Regions from separate parts of the Zea mays genome. Here all the other regions are linked to region 3. The links are chromatin contacts, called in public Hi-C maps. All regions are on one chromosome and are shown on one strand. Each heading gives the region's core, a stretch centred on a gene start, on an enhancer-like site or on the middle of the called end of the contact. The rest is flanking DNA. Distances are from core to core; before and after follow the strand shown.

Region 1 (4,018 bases), core at 546-3,045, 200 kb before region 3:
ATCTGCCTAAGCTTAGTTGTTTAAATTGAAGAACCAAAACGTTATTTGGTTCACGAAATATAACGTAAATGTTAATAGTAACGATTGACATTTAAGTACCGACGATAACAAGTTTGAATAGACCAATATCCATTTGTAGTGTTGAACTTAAAAACACATGATTTAGCCCGTTATGTGAACCAAACGACCCAAAACATACCAGCCGTCCGGCGATCTACTTGCCGTGGTGCTTGACGCCGCGCGACCCCGCGGACTTCTTAATGGACTCGATTCTCTGCCGCCTGATCTGCTCCCTGAACCTGGCGATGAACTCCTCCGCCTTCTTGTCCACCTCGTTTTCGTCCACCTCCGGCGTCGACTCCCTCGTCGAATACCCGCCGCCACCGCTATCGTCGTCGTCGTCACTGCTCTCGGTCTCATCCGAGGAGACTACCACACCGCCTAGGATAGGGTCGCTCCCTGATCTCTCGTACTGGAACCTGTGAATGGACTGATAAGCTCTGTAGCCGTACGGCTCCTCTGACCCGTGCACATCCAGCACGTCACGATCATCACCGGCGCCGTCGGGGAGTTCTTGGTTTTGGTCTTGAAAAACTGCTGCCTCCCTTGCCCTGAACGTTCTCACTGACTTGCCAACCGAAACCGACGAGGAGAAGCCGCCGTCAAAAGAGCTTCTTGGCTTCGCTGGGGAGGAGTTGCTGCTGTTGTAAGCGGAGATGCTGATGCTGCTCGTCTTCAGCGAGTAGTGATCTTCTCCTCGGCCTCTCATGCTGTGGTGCTGCAGCTCCTCCTTAAAGCTTTTCGCTGCCGCCGCACGGCGCTCGGTCGCCGGGTGGTAACCGTGGACAAGGAACGGAGGCGGAGGTGGAGGCGGAGGCGGCGGTGAGGAGATGGAAGATGACCTGTACGGGCTGCTCCGCTTGGCCTTGGCGTAGTACTCCTCCTCGCTGGCATCGGCCAGCGTCTCCCCGGACAAGGACGATGCCGGGGACAGCGTCTTGGGTGACGGCGTGGAGCTCGGCGACGCGGGTCGGCGCGCGTCGAGCTTCCCGGACCGCGACCGCCACGGGATCGGTGAAGCGAGCACGGTCTCGTCGCGGGCGCAGCCGGCCGCCATGTCCTGAGAGTTCCGACGCCGCCGCGCACGCGGCGTCTCGACAGCCCCCGCGCTGGCGTCCTGTGCCGGCTGCGCTTTCAGCGTCCGGACGGGCAGAGACAGCGGCGCCTGCGCGTCCGCGGCCTGCCCGATCCGATCCCCGCCGCCTCCGGTGGAGACGACGACAACGGGATCAACGGGCCAGTGCGGCGCTCTCCACGAGCGCGCCCTGCCACCCCCGCCGCCGCCAGGAGGGCTGCCCGGCACCAGTACGTCGTTTTCGTCTTCGTCATCGAACGGCGGGATCGAGTCCCTGAACATCCGCCACGCGTACCTCGCGTCGGCCTTGGCAGGTTCCGGCCCCGTGGCAGCGTGCTTCTCTGCTGCGACTGCGACGGCCCCGGCGCGTCCATCGTCGGCGCTGTTCTTGCGGCTGAAGAGGCCGTACGAGACGGCGATGCCGACGAACAGCAGGTGCAGCAGCTCCCACACTTTGGCGAGGAACTCCTGGCCGGGTCCCCCGGCCCCGACGTCCGGCGCCTGCGTGGGGAGGAGCGGCAGCAGCGCGACGCAGAGCGCGAGCACGGCCGCCTTGAACGGGAAGCTCTGCAGCACGGAGGCGGCCTTCTGCTGCGCTGCCATCGATCAAGCCAAGAAGGAAAAAAAGGGGGAGCAAAGAGAGGCGCCCAACGTGACGCGCCGCCTCTTTTAAGCTTTTCGCTTTCCGGCCGCGATCCCTGCTTTTCCGATTCTCTCTGTGGTTGGGGTAGGGCTGCGTGCAACGGTCGATGCTCTGCCTCGGCTTTATTTTGCGGTGTATCAGTTCCTCGCGGCCCGCTCGCTTGTTCGTTCTCCCCACTACTGATGCTGCTGTCACCGTGTGGATCGCGGACTGGGTGACGATCCGTCGAGGTGGTCGTGGTATTTTTTGTGCTTGTTCCGTTCCGTTGGCGGCGGTTTGAGACGGTGATAGGCGACTAGGGCGGAGAATTGCTTAGCGGGGAAGAGAGGAATTTGAAGTTGGGCTCGGAGAGAAAGAGAGGGCGTAGATGTAGATAAGACTCCGGTCCAGGTAGGATGGAGCTGCATGCGTGCGATGGCCGATGGGATGCGATGCGTGGATATCAAGCGTGATGCTGAAGCTCTTGTTGTCGCCCTCTTTTTATGCCACGAGAATCTATCCGCACTTGAACTAAGGCTCTGAGTATGTCTCAGACGGTAAACCGATGAATGGAATGACTCGGTTCTATCGACTTCGACCAGCTCCATGCATGACCAGAGGTGGCAACAAATCGTGATTTAAAATGTTTTTTCACAGTTTGTTATTAGAGCATTAAATTAAAATTAATTTTAGTTTAAAAATAAATAAAATATAGCTTAATTCTAATTTGATTTGATTCTTAAAATTTATAGTGTAAAATTTAGAGTCTATTGACACTCCTATGCATATAAATATGTGACGACGCACGCTTTATTTATACCGACTGGCGACGCGGCTTGGCGCCCGTTGGTACTGACCACACCGATTCTAATGTTAGATTGGTTGGTTTAGCCAATCAGTTAGTCTAAACGATATCATCATGTTAGAGTCAGATTGGTTAGTGTCTACCCGAAAGCTGAAAAACCAGTTGTTATCGTTTTGAATCGGTCGATACCGACTGCCTATAGCCACATGACATGTTCGAATTAGTCCGCATAGCCAAAGTTTTGAAGCCTAAAATATTTATTCCAAAAAAAAATCGAAATCAGACCTTAAATAGAAGTGGGGTGTTTGGGCTCATTCACGTACTCCCACACTCCAATTATGTACCATGACAATTAGATTTTGTTTTTATAAACCATGTATTTTTAAAGTTATGTAATTTTAAATTATTTTTTAGAAATTATATATTTTTTATTCAATTAATTACATACTCGAATGAATATTTATCTTAATAAAATATCATGTTTTATTATAACTAAAAGTCTATAAAAGAAAAGATGATACGACATTGAGGTGGCTCTAGTCTAACATTAAATGTTGTACACTAGAGCGTTACGATAGATAAGGGTTGACGATGATCGATAATGTGATCGGTAGTATGGTCGATAGCTTACATCGTAATCGATAAGGACCAATTGCAGTGGAACCAAAGTATGTTTGAGCGACTGATAGACCAAACCACAAAGTTCAGGCAATTCACAATTAAAGTGTTGCATGTACGCAGCTTAGTCCACATACTGTCTCACTCCCCAACCCCCCCCCTACGTGGCTACGTCTATGGCTAGCTCGACCCTATTGCCTCTATCATCAACACTAGTAATCCATCACATATAATACTGACTGTTGGAACTTGCTCTCTTGGGCAAGTTGATCCAACGGGGGAATGAAAACAACGTAAACAGGGTTTCAACGTGAGATGACAATAGCTCTGTTAATCCAGCCTCTCAAGGACACTGTACGAGGGTATTTATAGGTGTCTGAGTGCCCAACGTCTCAGTGTAAGGACGCATGTACCCTCAGGCACCTGGACTATCCCCGAAATATTCCCATAAAGGAGGGTTACAGACTGTCATTACAGAAAAGCTATTACAAATCAGGCCCGTAACACGCTTCTCCGTGTGGGGCCTGTTACAATGGGTCAAATCCCACGTGGGCCTCGAGGCCGAGTGAGGATGTGGGACGGGGCGACGTCATCGTAGGCCTTCATCTCGTAGTGCAGAAGGCAAAGGGTGGACCTCGCCGGTTCTTCTGCTTCCGTTGGCGCAGCGAGAAAAGCGAAGGCTGGAGCGAAGGGTAGCGTCTTCGCCCTCGCCCCAACATTTGCCCTCCAAGGGACCAGTTCGACTGAGTCATCTGGTGCCGAAGACGTCGCTAGATGGTGGAGACGCTGCCCTCGCTCGAAATGGTTCTGCTGGGGTTTTTGATGTGACCGTTGACGG
Region 2 (3,916 bases), core at 239-2,738, 170 kb after region 3:
ATCCATTGGGACGCCACAACGTGGACTAGGCAAGTATTATACTTGGCCGAACCACGGGATAAATCCTTGTGTCTCTTGTGCTTGTTCTCACTGTGTCAATTGTGGTTCACAAGAGCTCTCCTTAGCCACTTGATTTCATTGTGCTAACACTTAATCAAGTTTGTGCCTTTAAGTTTCAAGTTTTTATAGGATCACCTATTCACCTCCCCTCTAGGTGCTCTCAATAGCTTGGAGAGATACAGGAGTAATCCAATCACATCTGCTAAAAAGAGGGTTTAAAAACAATTACACGATATGGTCAGAACATGGTGAGTTGGATCCGTGTGAAGTTCTTGGTAATGACGAGAGAATTGTCGAAAAAGTTGGTGGTAAAGTGGATTATGTGGATGCTAATCAAGATTTTGAAGAATTTGATTGCGAAGAGATGTTGCGCCATATGGAACCAGAAATGTTGAGTTCTGTGGGATCGCAGAAAGGGCTATCTAAAATGGAGGGACTAGAAAGTGCCTCAAAAGAACCTTTATATGATGAATCAAAGGGTTGTGACAAAGAGTTTACTACACTGCGTACAGTTCTAGAACTTCTTAAGTTGAAGGCTAGCGCCGGATGGTCTAATACTAGCTTCACAGATCTTTTGAATTTTCTGTCCCAATTACTATCAAAACCCAACAAACTACCAACAAGCACTTATAAAGCAAAGAAGCTTATGAAACTAATAGGGTCCGTTTGTGAAAAGAATAGAGCACCACATGTGGTCCTAAATAAAAACCGCTTGTGAAACTAATACATCACAGGCGGTTCGAGTAGCCTCGTACATCACAGGCGGTTTTCTAACCGAACCGCCTGTGATGTAAAAAGCCTACCGCTTGTATAGAGCCAAATTGTACTAGTGCTTGGTCGGTGTATCGTTCTCCATCAAAATGAGAGTTATTGTGAATCTGAAAAAAAAATGGGAAAGCCTATCGTAACTATTACGAAAATTTACTTGCAATTATCAATGCATATGTGAAATTACTAGATATGTAACAACGCTGGTATTCTTAAATAATAGACAACGAGGGAGTGTAGTAAATTCTGAAAAATAGTTAATACCACTGGATATGAATTTTTAAGCTTTAATTATGTGTATTAGAGCTCGGGAGACTTTGTTAATGGAGAGAGAAATTAGTAATTAAAAAGACAAGAGAGAGAGAAACCGTGGGCAGATGGAAGTATGGAATCATGATGATGAGAGAGCGTGGGCAAGATAAGATGGGAAAGAGATCTCCGCCGATGGGGGAACTGGGAAGGGACGGATCCAGACGAGATAGCGGTCGGACCGGTGAGCATCACCGAATCTTGATGACACAGGACCACAGGAGCCGCGCAATAGGATTGACGGTCGCAAGTCGTTATGGGGAAACTGGGTTGCGAGACTATGACCGGTTCATCACAGTTGTCGGTAGCTAGCATGCAGGACGACGACGTACCAACCACGGCAGCACGTCTATGTAGTATGTATGTATGTATGTATAGGTGTATAGCGGACAGCGCCACAGCGGTACAGAGTACACATATGCATGCAGTGTGTGACGACCAACCAACCATGCCACAAGCCACGCATTATATATCGCGATCAGAATTAAGAAGTCGATCGATGCCTTCTCTAGATACTCCTAGTTATACATGTCCATCCGGACCGGGCCGACTGGGCTACCCGTGGCACGGCACGAAATTGGCCCGTCACGGGCACGGCACGGCCCGGAGCAGAATGGGCTCGGGCCAGCCCGGCACGCCAGCCGTGCCGTGCTTGGGCTAATGTAGTAGCCCGCGTGCCAGCACGAGCCCGGCCCGGATATTGGCTAGGCACGGCACCGGCCCGAGTCAACATAACCCTAGGTCCCTAGCCGCCTGCCGCCCAAATCTCAATCCCCCACTCACTCGCTCGGGCACACGGCCGCCACTCTCCCAGACTCCCAGTCTCCCTCGGTCTCTCTCCTTCTCTTGGCGACTGGCGACTAAACCAGTAAACCCTAGCCCCAGTCCCGCCGCTCGCCGACCACCGCCGGTCGCCTCATCTCGCTCGCAGGCTCGCAGCTCGGTCGTCGTCGTGGGCTCGTGGCCTCGTCGTCGTCGGTGTGGCCTCTTCTCGGCTACTCGGTCGTCGTCGTCGCATCGCCGGTTGAGGAACCGCCGAACCGGAGGTCCGGAGCCTCTTCTCTCCCTCCGGTCATCCACGTCGCCGCGTCGGTATGGACTAGGCTTCCTCCCTTCCCGTCTTCCCGTGCCTCTTCTCTCCCTCCGGTCGTCGTCGTCCGGTCGTCGCATCGCAAGTTGAGTTGATCCGTTGAGGAACCGCCGAACCAGAGCCTCTTCTCTCCCTCCTGTGTACTGTGGTTGTGGATCTACCTCTACTGTCTACTCGCAAGTCCCAACCCCAAGCAGCTAACGCCAACCCTAACCCTAAGTCCCTAACCCTAACCGTCGTCGGTGGATCTCCATCTTCCTCTCTTCTCCAGTGCTCCGCCTGCGCAGGTATTCTCTATCTTCCTCTCCTCTGAGTCCTCTCTAATCCACTAATTTGTCGGCTGTCGCTAATCCTCTCTTGTTTTGTGGTAAGGTCGCCGACCGATTAGGTTGGTGCCGCGCTCGTCGTTGAGGAACCGGAGCCGCAGAGGAATTGGGGGTCCAGCAGGCGCGCGGCCATGGAAATGGAGATAGATCCGGTCGCCGAGGCCGCTGCTATTGCCGAGGAGTTGAGGCTGCAGGACCACAATGACGCTGAGGATGCTTGACATTTCATCCTCGGCAGCAGCGCAGATGCTGCTGTCAATTTGGACCCTGTGCTAGAGCCTGTTGGTGGTGGTACTGGGACGGGATCGACGAGCCCGACTGATGAGAGCACAGTTCAAGGTGATAGAGCAGGGAAGAAGAGGTCTAAAGCTTGGAATGACTTCACAGAGGTAAAAGATTTGGTGAATGGTAAGAGGGTAAGGGTCTCTGCCATATGCATCCACTGTAAGGCTAAATTTTCTGCTAAATCCTCTGGTGGCACTGGACATTTGCTACGCCATGTTGATACTTGTGCTGCTAAGAAAGAAAAGGAACGATCTGGTAGAATTCAATCTATGCTTAAATATAATCCTGATGGTTCACTAATGCGTTGGGAGTACTCTGATGCTAGGGCACGTACTGAATTGTGTCGTTTGATTGCTAGAACTGATTTACCTATTTCCTTTGCTGAATGTGATGCATTTGAAGAATATATTGTGAATGCTCATAATCCTAGATTTGTTAAAACATCTAGACAAACTATTGCTAGAGACCTAATCAAGCTTTATAATGAACGTATGGACAAATTAATTGAAACTTTGAAAAAGTCTGTGTCATCTATCTTGATAGTGATACTGTGACCCAATTTGACTCTGATTTTAATCTTCTAAACTGGTGGCAACGGCACAAGTTGACATATCCTGTTCTTTCTATACTTGCTAAAGATGTTCTAACTGTGCCTGCTTCCACCGTATCATCAGAGTCCACTTTCAGTTTAGCTGGCAGGGTGCTTGAAGACCGGCGGCGGCGCCTAACTCCTGATATGGTTGAAGTTTTGTCCTGCATAAAGGACTGGGAGCTCGCTGACTTGCATAGTCAGCACACGGTGGAGAAAGACACCAAAGAACTTGAAGTTGTTTTTGAAGCAATGTACCTAGAAGAAACTACTGGAGGCAAAGAAAGAAGAGGTGGTTGATCTGTTGGTGGAAGTGTAACTGTGGGTGATCTGTTCTTATGTTGTAAATTGTGATGAACTTAAACTCTAGACTGTATACATTGAACCTATATAGGAGCTGGTTGTACTCTTTTCCTTCCTAGGGTTTTCTCACGAGGTGTGAGTTTTTACCTAGGAAGGTTTTTAATGAGGCAGCATTGCACTAAAGCT
Region 3 (3,870 bases), core at 1,267-3,766:
ATTGCGCTGCGCCCCCCCCCCCCCCACAAAGGCTCAGGCCTCACTGACGAGCGCGCGCGCGCGGGACCAAACAAATCATGCAGCCACACCTGCACCTGTCTACTGCTGCTAAGCTCTAGTTTAATCATGGCAGTGCTTGCGCTAATGCTGGAACTAGCGGCACTAATCAAATCTCTGTTCGCTGCATGACACATCATGTGGGGAATCCTACTGCTCTCGGCTTGATCTTCTGCTCAATTTCTCCGAAATCATACCCAAAAACAAAAACAAAAACAAAAACAAAAATTGGAGGAGCTCATGAGTTCCTACGAAAACGTTTTGTCAGGAGGCAGTAGTAGCAGATGGGTTCAGGTCGTACTCCAAGTAAAGTAGGCAGCGGAGATCCATGGATCTTATCTCTTTTTTTTTCTCCCTCTTGAAATTGAGAAATCAATTGGATCAGTGACCTCGTTTTTTACGTTCTTTCCAGTCAACTGTTCGAATCAGTTCGATAGGACATTTCGCCGGAATTTGACCAGAAAAACTTTTGTCCTGCGCCCGCCCATTTCAGACGGCGCAACACGCTCCTTGCCTGCCGGTTCATTCAGCGGAGCCCTGCCGTGCTGCACTGCTGCGTGCCGTGTGGCCAGCCGCGGAGACAGTCAAGGAATGCGAACGCACCCTGACGTTCCTGTGGTCTGGCGGATGACATGACGCCATCCTTTCACCTCCTCCGCTCTTGTTGGGTTCCTCTATTTTTCCACAGAGTAAGAACACGGGGGAGGAAAAGCAGGATGGTTCCGTCTGTCCTCGGACTCAAAACATCGACGTCAGAAACTTCAGACTTGGAGCAATTAACAACTGAAACCTTATATATGCAAAGTAGTAGTAAGACAATTTTGCATCACTTATGAGTACAAAGACATAAGACATCGTTATCTATTTTTCAGCAAATAAAACACTGCCAAACAACGAAGATTTTTATCATATCGGACTAATAAACACTACTAAGCTGTAATAGCCTGCGAGTATAATAAGAACCAAACAAAGAAAAAAAGAAGATCCAGCCCTAATTAGCACTAGCTACTTAGCTAGCGGTAGCGATTAGCAAGCGCATCCATCTCATGCCATATCGTGGTCGTGGATCACGGCCTCCGGGCTGGGCCGTCGACGAACACGGGGAGAGGGCCCCAGCAGGGCCCTGCACGGCCCGCCTGGTCGGCGGACGCGGACGCGGAGGCGAGGCGCTCGCAGGAGGGGCACATGGTGAGCGTGGTGGGCGGCGGCATGCGCGCGTAGTGGTGCGGCGCCACGAGCTTGAGCACGCGCAGCTCCGCCACCTCCCGCTGCAGCCGCCGGTTCTCCTCCGTCAGCGTCTCGCAGCAGCGCTTCAGGAACTCGCAGTCCACCTCCGTCTGCTTCAGCTTCGTCCTGAACGATAATATTATTATTAGACTAGTATTAGCCACGGAGGATGAGTCAGTATAAATGGCATGCGTGTGCTGCTTCAAGGGCGCTGCTTTGTTCACCTGGCTCTGCGGTTCTGGAACCACACCTCCACCTGACGCGGCTTCAGGTTCAGCTGCTTCGCCAGCGCCGCCTTCTGCTTCTGATCAGCCAACGGTTCTTATTATTATTAGATCGAGTTGAAGGTTGATCGATGTTTCTTTTTGGAGGATATAAGTAATTATACACGTACGGGGTTGAGTGTGTTATGCTCCTTGAAGCTCTCCTCGAGGACGGCGGCCTGGTCCTTGGACAGGCGGAGCTTCTTGCGCGACCCACCGCCGGAGTCCTCGTCGTCGCTGCCGCCTCCGGCTCTCGGGGTGTGGTCGGCCACCTCTCCGCCGCTCCTCGCCGGAGCTGCGCGCTTCCCGCTGAGGCTGCTGGAGAGCGTGCTGTTTGGCGACGACGACGCGCCGCCAGGCTCCTCGTCGTCCTCGCTGCAGCTACCCCTCCTGGTATCCCCGGCAGGGGCCCGGTTCACGTCCACCCCCCGCAGGAACGGCATCTCGTGGCCGTGGCGCGCGGCCGCCGGCTGCTGCTGCTGATCCATTGTCGTCCCTGCATGCATGCGCGCAGTATCTCTGTCAGGATTAGAGGAACGGCGTCATGCATGCGGTGTCTGCTCTTTGAATCAATTACTCACCGAAGAAGAGACCGGGGCCGTTCCACTTCCACCACTGCGGCGCGGGGAGGGAGGTGATGGGCGCGACGCTGATAGCTCGCTGCTGCTGCTGCCGCGGCGGTGGCGGGGGCTCGACCTCGACCGGAGCCGCGGTGGCGACGCCGAGGCCGAGGCTGAGGCTCAGCCCGAGCCCGAGATGGTTGTTCCCGTACTGCTCCTCGTCTCTCGCATTAAGCGCCATAATATCCATTGATGGTTGCCACTTTGAGCTCGGTTTCCCTTACAGTTGAAAGAGAGAGAGAGAGAGAGAGAGAGAGAGAGAGAGAGAGATAGCGGTGGATGAATCGATGGAGCTGTCGATGTGGTGTGGCAGTGAGGAGGAAGGGGAGGGTCTTGCTTTTAAAGAGGACGCGCACGGCCGGGGATACTCTGTGGGGGTGGAGACGTGGAGTGCAGGGAGGGACGAAAGGTCAAGGTATCATAATAGTATCGGTGAGGTGAGGTGAGGTGTGGGCAGCCGCGTCACCCTCGCCGGCGCAGCCCAATCATCAGCTGAACCTGGGGGGTCCAGGCGGCACGTAGCGGTGGCGCTGGCGCCTCTCTCTTGCTTGACATGTCCCCCCACGGCACGGGCTCGCGCGGGATGGGTGGATCACCGATGCCTCGGCGATGGCGATCCGTGTGTCCCTTCGCGGATTCCCCGTTGCTCCCGCTCCCGCGACGCGCGCGCGGCTGCTCGGAAACCGTACGACGCCGGGCATCGATCGCAACCGGGTCGTCTATCGGTGCCGCCGGGATCCCGGCGCTGCGCTGGACGGATGCTGCGGCTACTGTCGCTGCTCGTCCTTAAGACAGAACGCAGAAAACTCGGTCTTCGCTCCTGCTGTCGCGCATGCGTGCCACAAGTTTTCTACAATTAGTAGGGGGTGACAGTAATCTGGTCAAAGATGTTGTCTACCGTACATTCCGTGGACGTGTCTTTCCTGAAAGTCAAATATATATGATCGAATAGGCCCTTAATCCGTTCTAGTAGTTTTAGTGAAGGTTTTAAGTAGGGGTGGGCATTTTAAAACCGAAACCCGAACCCGAACCCGAATAGACCGAATTATCGGTCTATTCGGGTTTTCGGGTTCGGGTTCGGTTCCTATATGTGATATATTTCGGATTATGGGTTCGGGCTCGGTTCCTAAGCTTTAAAACCCGAATAGACCGAATAACCCGAAATATAAAAAACCTCTTAATATATGATGATATTATTATATGATTTATGAGTTTATTAGCTAAAAATTATGATATCATCTTAACGATAGTATATATATCTCAGTATGCTATTTTCTATAGTCACTTATTGTAATAATAGTACTTCCAATTAATTATAAATTGTATATATTTTAACAAAAGATAATAGTCTCTCTACTATTCGAGTCTATTCGGTGGACCGAATAGACCGAACCGAAATTATGGGTCTATTCGGGTTCGGTTCCTAAAATTATTTTGGAAATTTCGGTTCTCATTTTTCATAACCCGAAATTTCAAAAACCCGAATAGACCGAACCGAATTACCCTAATAGACCGAATGCCCAGCCCTAGTTTTAAGGTGTCGGGCTACGTACGTCGATCCAGACCAGAGTGCGGACCGGCACACGGCCGGAACGTTGCAAAGCTACAGTACGAGTATCTGGAAACGTTTGTGCGCTGCCACGGAATGGCGCAGTGGTATGAATGCGGATTGGGATGCACGGCACGCCAGACGTGATTGGGCC

What was found. Hi-C and Micro-C count contacts between places; a contact is called where the count stands out from the background.
Region 1: a contact with region 3 is called in a Hi-C map of ear, with 3 times the contacts expected there. The contact joins the promoter of LOC100284853 here to the promoter of LOC103637666 in region 3. A contact is called at or near these places in 3 of 25 Hi-C or Micro-C datasets (bundle sheath, ear and tassel).
Region 2: a Hi-C map of ear shows a contact between it and region 3, with 3 times the contacts expected there. The contact joins the enhancer-like site here to the promoter of LOC103637666 in region 3. A contact is called at or near these places in 5 of 25 Hi-C or Micro-C datasets (ear, leaf and tassel).

Annotation. Positions count from the first base shown.
Region 1 is chr1:94,557,624-94,561,641 of Zm-B73-REFERENCE-NAM-5.0, reverse strand. It overlaps LOC100284853 (glycoprotein), which reads right to left and starts at 1,795. Exons shown (of 1, transcript NM_001157748.2): 1 at 113-1,795. The coding sequence starts at 1,738. The coding sequence ends at 215.
Region 2 is chr1:94,189,848-94,193,763 of Zm-B73-REFERENCE-NAM-5.0, reverse strand. No RefSeq gene overlaps it. Among protein-coding and RNA genes, the nearest start is that of LOC103637665, 38 kb to the right of the region's middle. Within about 2 kb of position 1,488, at least 15 of the 20 cell types and tissues checked have an H3K27ac peak or open chromatin away from gene starts, as enhancers often do. A contact at or near this core is called in ear and leaf, where this site is marked.
Region 3 is chr1:94,357,432-94,361,301 of Zm-B73-REFERENCE-NAM-5.0, reverse strand. It overlaps LOC103637666 (homeobox-leucine zipper protein HOX1-like), which reads right to left and starts at 2,516. Exons shown (of 4, transcript NM_001331124.1): 1 at 2,129-2,516; 2 at 1,679-2,043; 3 at 1,509-1,588; 4 at 834-1,410. The coding sequence starts at 2,357. The coding sequence ends at 1,125.